Regions from separate parts of the Mus musculus genome. Here region 2 is linked to region 1. A link is a contact called in public promoter capture Hi-C data. All regions are on one chromosome and are shown on one strand. The core of a region is the stretch at or near the end of the contact, and the rest is flanking DNA. Distances in the headings are between cores, read along the strand shown.

The links. Promoter capture Hi-C pulls out the DNA fragments that hold promoters and counts their contacts.
Region 2: a promoter capture Hi-C map of trophoblast stem cells shows a contact between it and region 1, with 4 times the contacts expected there. The contact joins the enhancer-like site here to the promoter of Hoxa11os in region 1. A contact is called at or near these places in 14 of 39 promoter capture datasets (the 3T3-L1 cell line, 3T3-L1-derived adipocytes, the C10 cell line and 10 more) and 4 of 115 datasets of contacts at active chromatin or transcription factors (embryonic limb bud, fibro-adipogenic progenitors, pancreatic cancer cells and 1 more).

The regions. Positions count from the first base shown.
Region 1 is chr6:52,243,964-52,247,044 of GRCm38.p6, reverse strand. It overlaps Hoxa11os (homeobox A11, opposite strand), which reads right to left and starts at 1,802. Exons shown (of 5, transcript NR_015348.1): 1 at 1,229-1,802; 2 at 845-1,060; 3 at 514-730; 4 at 237-382. It overlaps Hoxa11 (homeobox A11), which reads left to right and starts at 1,235. Exons shown (of 2, transcript NM_010450.3): 1 at 1,235-2,034. The coding sequence starts at 1,326. LOC115490410 (a long non-coding RNA gene) reads right to left here. Exons shown (of 2, transcript XR_003956437.1): 2 at 2,532-3,081.
Region 2 is chr6:52,679,517-52,682,660 of GRCm38.p6, reverse strand. No RefSeq gene overlaps it. Among named protein-coding and RNA genes, the nearest start is that of Tax1bp1, 33 kb to the left of the region's middle. Within about 2 kb of position 1,775, at least 38 of the 459 cell types and tissues checked have an H3K27ac peak or open chromatin away from gene starts, as enhancers often do. A contact at or near this core is called in 3T3-L1-derived adipocytes, liver and trophoblast stem cells, where this site is marked.

The DNA.
Region 1 (3,081 bases), core at 553-3,052:
GGCATTGTGCTTCTCCTGTGGGCTAAAGAACAAGAATGATGGGAGCTGTCTCAATTTCTGCCTTGAATATCCTTTGCTTTCACTCTTAGGTTTTGCAAGAAAGAAGAGACTCTTTTCTTAGCCAGGACTCCTTGGGCCAGTACTCCCTCTTTGCCACCCTCCTTTTCCCTCACAGCTCTGAAGCCCTGCAAGCAGCCTGGTGCCCCCCCCCACCCCCACCCCAAGGTGCAGCATACCCAGGAGAAGGCTCCTCAGCGCCTCTAAAACAGCCCAAGGTTCGCCTCAATTGCATGGTTTCCCGATTCGTCAGCTTCAGCAGACCAGGCAGCTTGCGGACCGGTGAGCAGAAGTGCCTCTGGCTCTGAGGAGTCACTCCGAACCCCTACAGGCAGCGAGGAGAAGGGGTTCCTTCAAGGACAGGGTGTGGGGTAAGGAAGTAAGCAGAAAGATACAGGGAAGGTGGAACCCGGGTAAGACGAAGGCCCTTCCGGACAGCGCGGATTATTGACAAACCGCGGAGGGAAGCCGCTTTGCCTGTTGGCGGTTTGGGGACGGAAGGCACTAAAGCGCTTCGGAAGTGACCGTGAATGAGAGCGTGTAATCAAGTCACCGTGCAAATCGGACAAGCCACGAGGCCGGCACATCCGTGCCGGCGAAGCCTGGCCCCAAATGGGGTCCAGCCAGGGTCTGAGGCTGGGGGGCTTCCCAGAGCAAACCTGTGGGAGGGGGGCTGCGAAGAAGGTGCTGAACGTAAGCCTTCGGATAACAGACTCCGGGACCTGAAGCTATACAATTCCGGGCTTTCACCTGGCCACCCCCAGCCCAGAGAGTATCCCTCACCCACCGGGGAGTGGGGGGAGGCGTCAGGAGTTGCGCTCTCTTGCCGCCCTCAGAGCACTCGTGGACCAGGACCATGTAGCTGAGCAAAGGAGAGCTGCCCGGGGGCGCACCCCAGCCTTTCTGCGCGCGGGGAGGCCCCCCAGCCAACATGAGTTACACCGGCGATTACGTGCTTTCGGTGAGAACACCGAGTGACGATCTGTTGCTTCCCCTGAGGTGGCTACAAAGAAAGGAAGCCGAGGAGGGAGGGGAGGGGAAAAAAGGAAAGGGAGGGGGGTTAAAAAAAAAAAAAAGCCGGGACTAGCTCGCGGCTTGTCAATTTCAACATCGGGTCACATGACCAGCACCTCCCTGCTAAGGATGGGGATAGATTTCCACGTCAGCTTACGTCTCCAAATTTCTACTTCACGGATCCGCTTCAAAGAGGCAGCTGCAGTGGAGAATCATGTTAAGCTCGGCTACTGCGGAGAGCCCAAGGTAGCCCAATGATGGATTTTGATGAGCGTGGTCCCTGCTCCTCTAACATGTATTTGCCAAGTTGTACTTACTACGTCTCGGGTCCAGATTTCTCCAGCCTCCCTTCTTTTTTGCCCCAGACCCCGTCTTCGCGCCCAATGACATACTCCTACTCCTCCAACCTGCCCCAGGTCCAACCCGTGCGCGAAGTGACCTTCAGAGAGTACGCCATTGAGCCCGCCACTAAATGGCACCCCCGCGGCAATCTGGCCCACTGCTACTCCGCGGAGGAGCTCGTGCACAGAGACTGTCTGCAGGCGCCCAGCGCGGCCGGCGTGCCTGGCGACGTGCTGGCCAAGAGCTCGGCCAACGTCTACCACCACCCCACCCCCGCCGTCTCGTCCAATTTCTATAGCACGGTGGGCAGGAACGGCGTTCTGCCACAGGCTTTCGACCAGTTTTTCGAGACGGCTTACGGCACCCCGGAAAACCTCGCTTCCTCCGACTACCCCGGGGACAAGAACGCCGAGAAGGGGCCCCAAGCAGCAGCTGCGACCTCCGCTGCGGCGGTGGCGGCGGCGGCCACGGGCGCGCCGGCAACTTCAAGTTCGGACGGCGGCGGTGGCGGCGGCTGTCAGGAGGCGGCGGCGGAGGAGAAGGAGCGACGGCGGCGACCCGAGAGCAGCAGCAGCCCCGAGTCGTCTTCCGGCCACACTGAGGACAAGGCCGGTGGCTCCGGTGCGTATAAAGGCAGCGCCCAGCGCTTTATGAAAGGGGAGTTGGGAATCTAGCGCAGCACCGCTGTTAAATTTTTATATGCTGTTTTATAAGCATATAAGGTTTATGAAGGGCCTTTAGGTTTCCCCCAACAAAACTTTGTTATAAAAGGAGGGATCACGTGGCGAGTGCTGAAATTGGCCGTGAAATACCCACCGGCCAAAGCATGCCTGCAGAAAAAAAAAAAAATACAACTCCCCTTTTTCCTTTTTTCCCTTCTCAGCTCCCAAACTCAACAGCACGATCCCCGCTAGAGACCAGCTCCAGGCTGGGGAGCCGGAGGTGGGCGCCTGTAAATTCCCCCTACAAGGGCTTCAGGAGCCTTTGATAGCGGGGTAATCCGGAGATTTTTATAAAAGCCATGTGTTGCGGCGGGACTCCAGTCCCGGCTGGGATTCAAAGGCATCGGCTGTTTAATGATGGCGCTAAGAGCGCATTTAACAGATAAAGTAGCCCACTTAGCTCAAGCAATATATTAAAAGAAACAAATTAACTTAAATTTGGCCTTTTTGTCCAAAGGAAGCCATTTTCCTCTGGTCCGGTTGCAATTACATGCTGCCTTCTGTTATTCACAATTGTTTTTAAATCAGTCAAAAGTTGTGTGTGTGTGTGTGTGTGTGTGTGTGTGTGTGTGTGTGTGTGTGTGTGTGTGTTTCTTAAAGGTGAGGGTGAACAAATGGATCCTGCCTGAGGCTTAAGGTAGCCTCTCTTTCCTCTACCCTTCCTAAACTAGCATCCCTACCCTGCTGAGGGCCCTCTGGCAGTATGCTGACGGTGTGTACTGAGTGAAGGCCTGGGTAGGGGTTTCCTCTGCCACCTCCCACCTCGAGAGAGCTGGGAGGCTGGCGGAAGAGGCAAGAACTGATCAGAAGTCAGGCTGACAAAGACCCCTCAGCCGCCCCAGATGTTAAGGAGGGCTAAATCATGGCGGCAAGCAGGAAAGCCTGGGGCCAGGATGCATGCCTTTACTGCCTCGGGAACAGGCGGCCCAGGTGCTGAAGGTGAAAT
Region 2 (3,144 bases), core at 526-3,025, 440 kb before region 1:
ACCACATCTAGTTATTGTTCTATTATTAATTAGCAAATAATTATATATACTTAATGGGACACAATGTGGTGTTTTGAAGTTGGAGGAACATGCCATCATTTCTTTGTAACACTGGGGACCCAAGTTATTGCATGTAAGAGACCAGCACTCTGCCACAGAGCTACTTCCCAGCCTTTAGTGTGAGGCTTTGTTAAGCATGTGCACTTACACACTCAATTAAATGGACAATTTATCTCGAAAGAAAAAAGGCCTTTCTTTCAATAGTCACTTGGCCATGTAGAACCTATCCAATAAATCAGTGTTTCTCAACCTTGACAAACATAAAAGTTATTCATCTACCTCTGAATCTTGATAAGTGATCCCATAAGCTAGAACAAACAACACATTTATAGACCTGGCTATTGTTGATTTCCTAACTATAGCTCATCTTTATTGCCAACCCCAATCACATAATTGTACAGTGTTCTCCTGCCCTTATTGTTCCTGGAAGCTTGTTGTTAAAGGAAAGGGTTTTGATCAACTACTATTCTGCTTGCCTTTCACACATTTACCAGCTGGGGCTGTGTGTTCCATCTGCCCTTTCTTTGTTTCTGTCCAAAGTCCCTCCTGTACCAAGGACCAGCCTTGGCTTGATCCAGGTTCTGAGAGAAGGGGTGTCTAAGAGGAGAGAAAACAAACGACTCAAAGTCAAATCATGGGTTCAAGCTGGTGTCCTATGTTCTGCTCGAGACGGATCCCTAGACAGGTCTCTGTGGCTAGCTCTCGGCTCTGCCGTCAGCTGAGACAGCTTTTCAGATTGTGCTCTTTCTTTGTCTTCACCTCTGCTCTAGACAGCTTTTCCTTGCTCTTCCATACAACTCTCTGGTTGAGACAGCTCTCTCTGCTAGTAAAAATTCTAGAAGCTCTCTGGCTACCTCCTAGATTTTCTGACCAAAGTCAGCAGATGGATTTTCTGACTGAAATCAGAAATCCCGTTAGAAAAAAATTCTTTGAAGAGCTGTGTTCTCTCTCCAGAGATCTCCAGCAGCTCAACTCACACCAGAAAAAAAAATTCTAAAAAATAACCGCTCTCACTTTTTCTAGTTCATTTCATGCATTACCAAAAGCCCAGGGTTTTGTTTGTTTGTTTGTTTGTTTGTTTTCTTTTTTTCCCCTACATATCAATTCCGTTATTTATTCCAGGTTCCCTCTTGACCATCCCACCAGTCAGCATTCCACAGCCTTAGTCTCTGGACTCTTAAGAAAAGGTCAGCAACTACACTTTTTTTTAACATCGCAAAAGACTTCAGAGATCTGCCTGCCTTTGTAAATTCAGCTGGGTGGGACCTTGTCCTGAGATTACCATCCCATCACACCTGGACCTAAATTTGCTCTGTCCCAGGCTTACCCCAACTCAGGAATCTGCCTGCTTTTCTAAGCATAAACAAACAAATAAACAAAACTTAGCTGGATGGGTTCTTGCCTTGCAATCGCCACTCCCTAAATCTCTTTATCTCCTTCCTGAATATCTTTCTGACAAGCTGGCTCATAGTGCATGCAGCTTAGGTCCTTTAGATCTGTGAAGCCCCTTATACAATTCATATTGCATCCTTATACTTTTGCATAACTGGTTTTAGAGTTCTTTTCCATAGCCTTAAGGGCAGTCCTGAAGGTTCCAGTGTTTACCATTTTGCTGAGACATTAGCCACACCTTTGCCTCCCTGACTCATGCTGTCTCTGATTATCATGGAGTCATTAACGTTAACCCGGAGGACCTTCTTCCAGGAATGTGAAACTATACAAACAAGCTCTATGCCCACAGCAGCTGACATTGTGGTTGACATTGGAAGCCTACCCTGCTAGCCCTGTCCCAGGAGCAGGAACCATATCATTCTGTCCCTACCAAGGCCTTGGTGGACTTAGCACTCATTCCAAGTATCACCGTTTCTGTTCTACCGTGGCAGCTAAAGTGTTTAAGTAAATGAATTCCGAGAAGAGTTCATTCTAGGCAGAGAATGACTAATCGCCTTTTGTATTCATCTGAGAGGATCAGTGGGTGGTTCGTGGATAGGAGATGGGTTATATTGCCCTTAAAATAAAATAGTGAGGGAGGCAGGTACAGCTAAATTGGAAATTTGGCTTTGTGTGGTGCTGGACATTTCTATTAACCCTTCTGAGCCCCACTGAAGAATGAATGGCATGATGATTGGTCGATTAAACAAGATCATCAGGAAGAAGTGCCCTGTGTTTGCCCTTATATCTGTTCTCTCTCTCTCTCTTTCCTTTCCCCACTCCCTCTTCCTTCTTCTCTCTCTCTCTCCTTCCCTCCCTCCACTTCTTCCCCCTCCCTTCCCCTCCCTCCCTTCACCTTTTCCCCTCCCTCTCCCTCACTTTCTCTCTCCTACTCCCTCCTATCCCTCCTCTCCTCTCTCTTCTCCCCTCCCTCCATCTCTTCTTTTCCCCTCCTCTCCTTCCTTGTTCCTCCCCCTCTCGTTCCTTCTCCAGCTCTCTGTCAACTTCTCTCCTTTCCTAATTTACTTTTTGAGGAAGAATCTCATGTTGCCTTGAGCTCCTAATCTTCCGGTCTCCACCAACCGAAAGGCGAGACTAGGGATGCTTGCAACTTCTCTTTTTATTTAATTTTCATCCTCTAGCTTCTGACCAGGAATAGGTTCTAGTCAGGTCAGAAGTGGGGAATCATGTTTATTTCTGGGCTTTTTTAAATTTAAGTTTTACCTTGGGACAGGGAAAGCGTGTGGAGATGAGGACAATTTGTTAGAGTCACTTCTCTCTTCGGACCACGTGGGTTCGAGTGATTGAACTCAGGTTGGCAGCAAGCACCTTTACCCGCTGAGCCTTGTGACTCTATTTCTGAACCTTTAAAGACAGGATTCACGAGGACTATAAAAGGCAGAAAACGAAACGAAACATGGACTTTGGAAATGCTTTCCAGTCAGAATGGGCATTTTTCTTGTAGTGTGAGAGAGCAAGCCAAGGACTTTAAGTGTGTTATGCAAGCAGTTTAGCTAAGTCCACAGCCCTTCAGAGCAGCTTACTAACTCTTAAAAACAACAATAGCAATCGCCAGAAAACTCAAGTGTGTGTGCATGCTTAGAGTGTAATCTTTTGCATACATAATGAGTTATTGGGATAAATTCTTCTAAT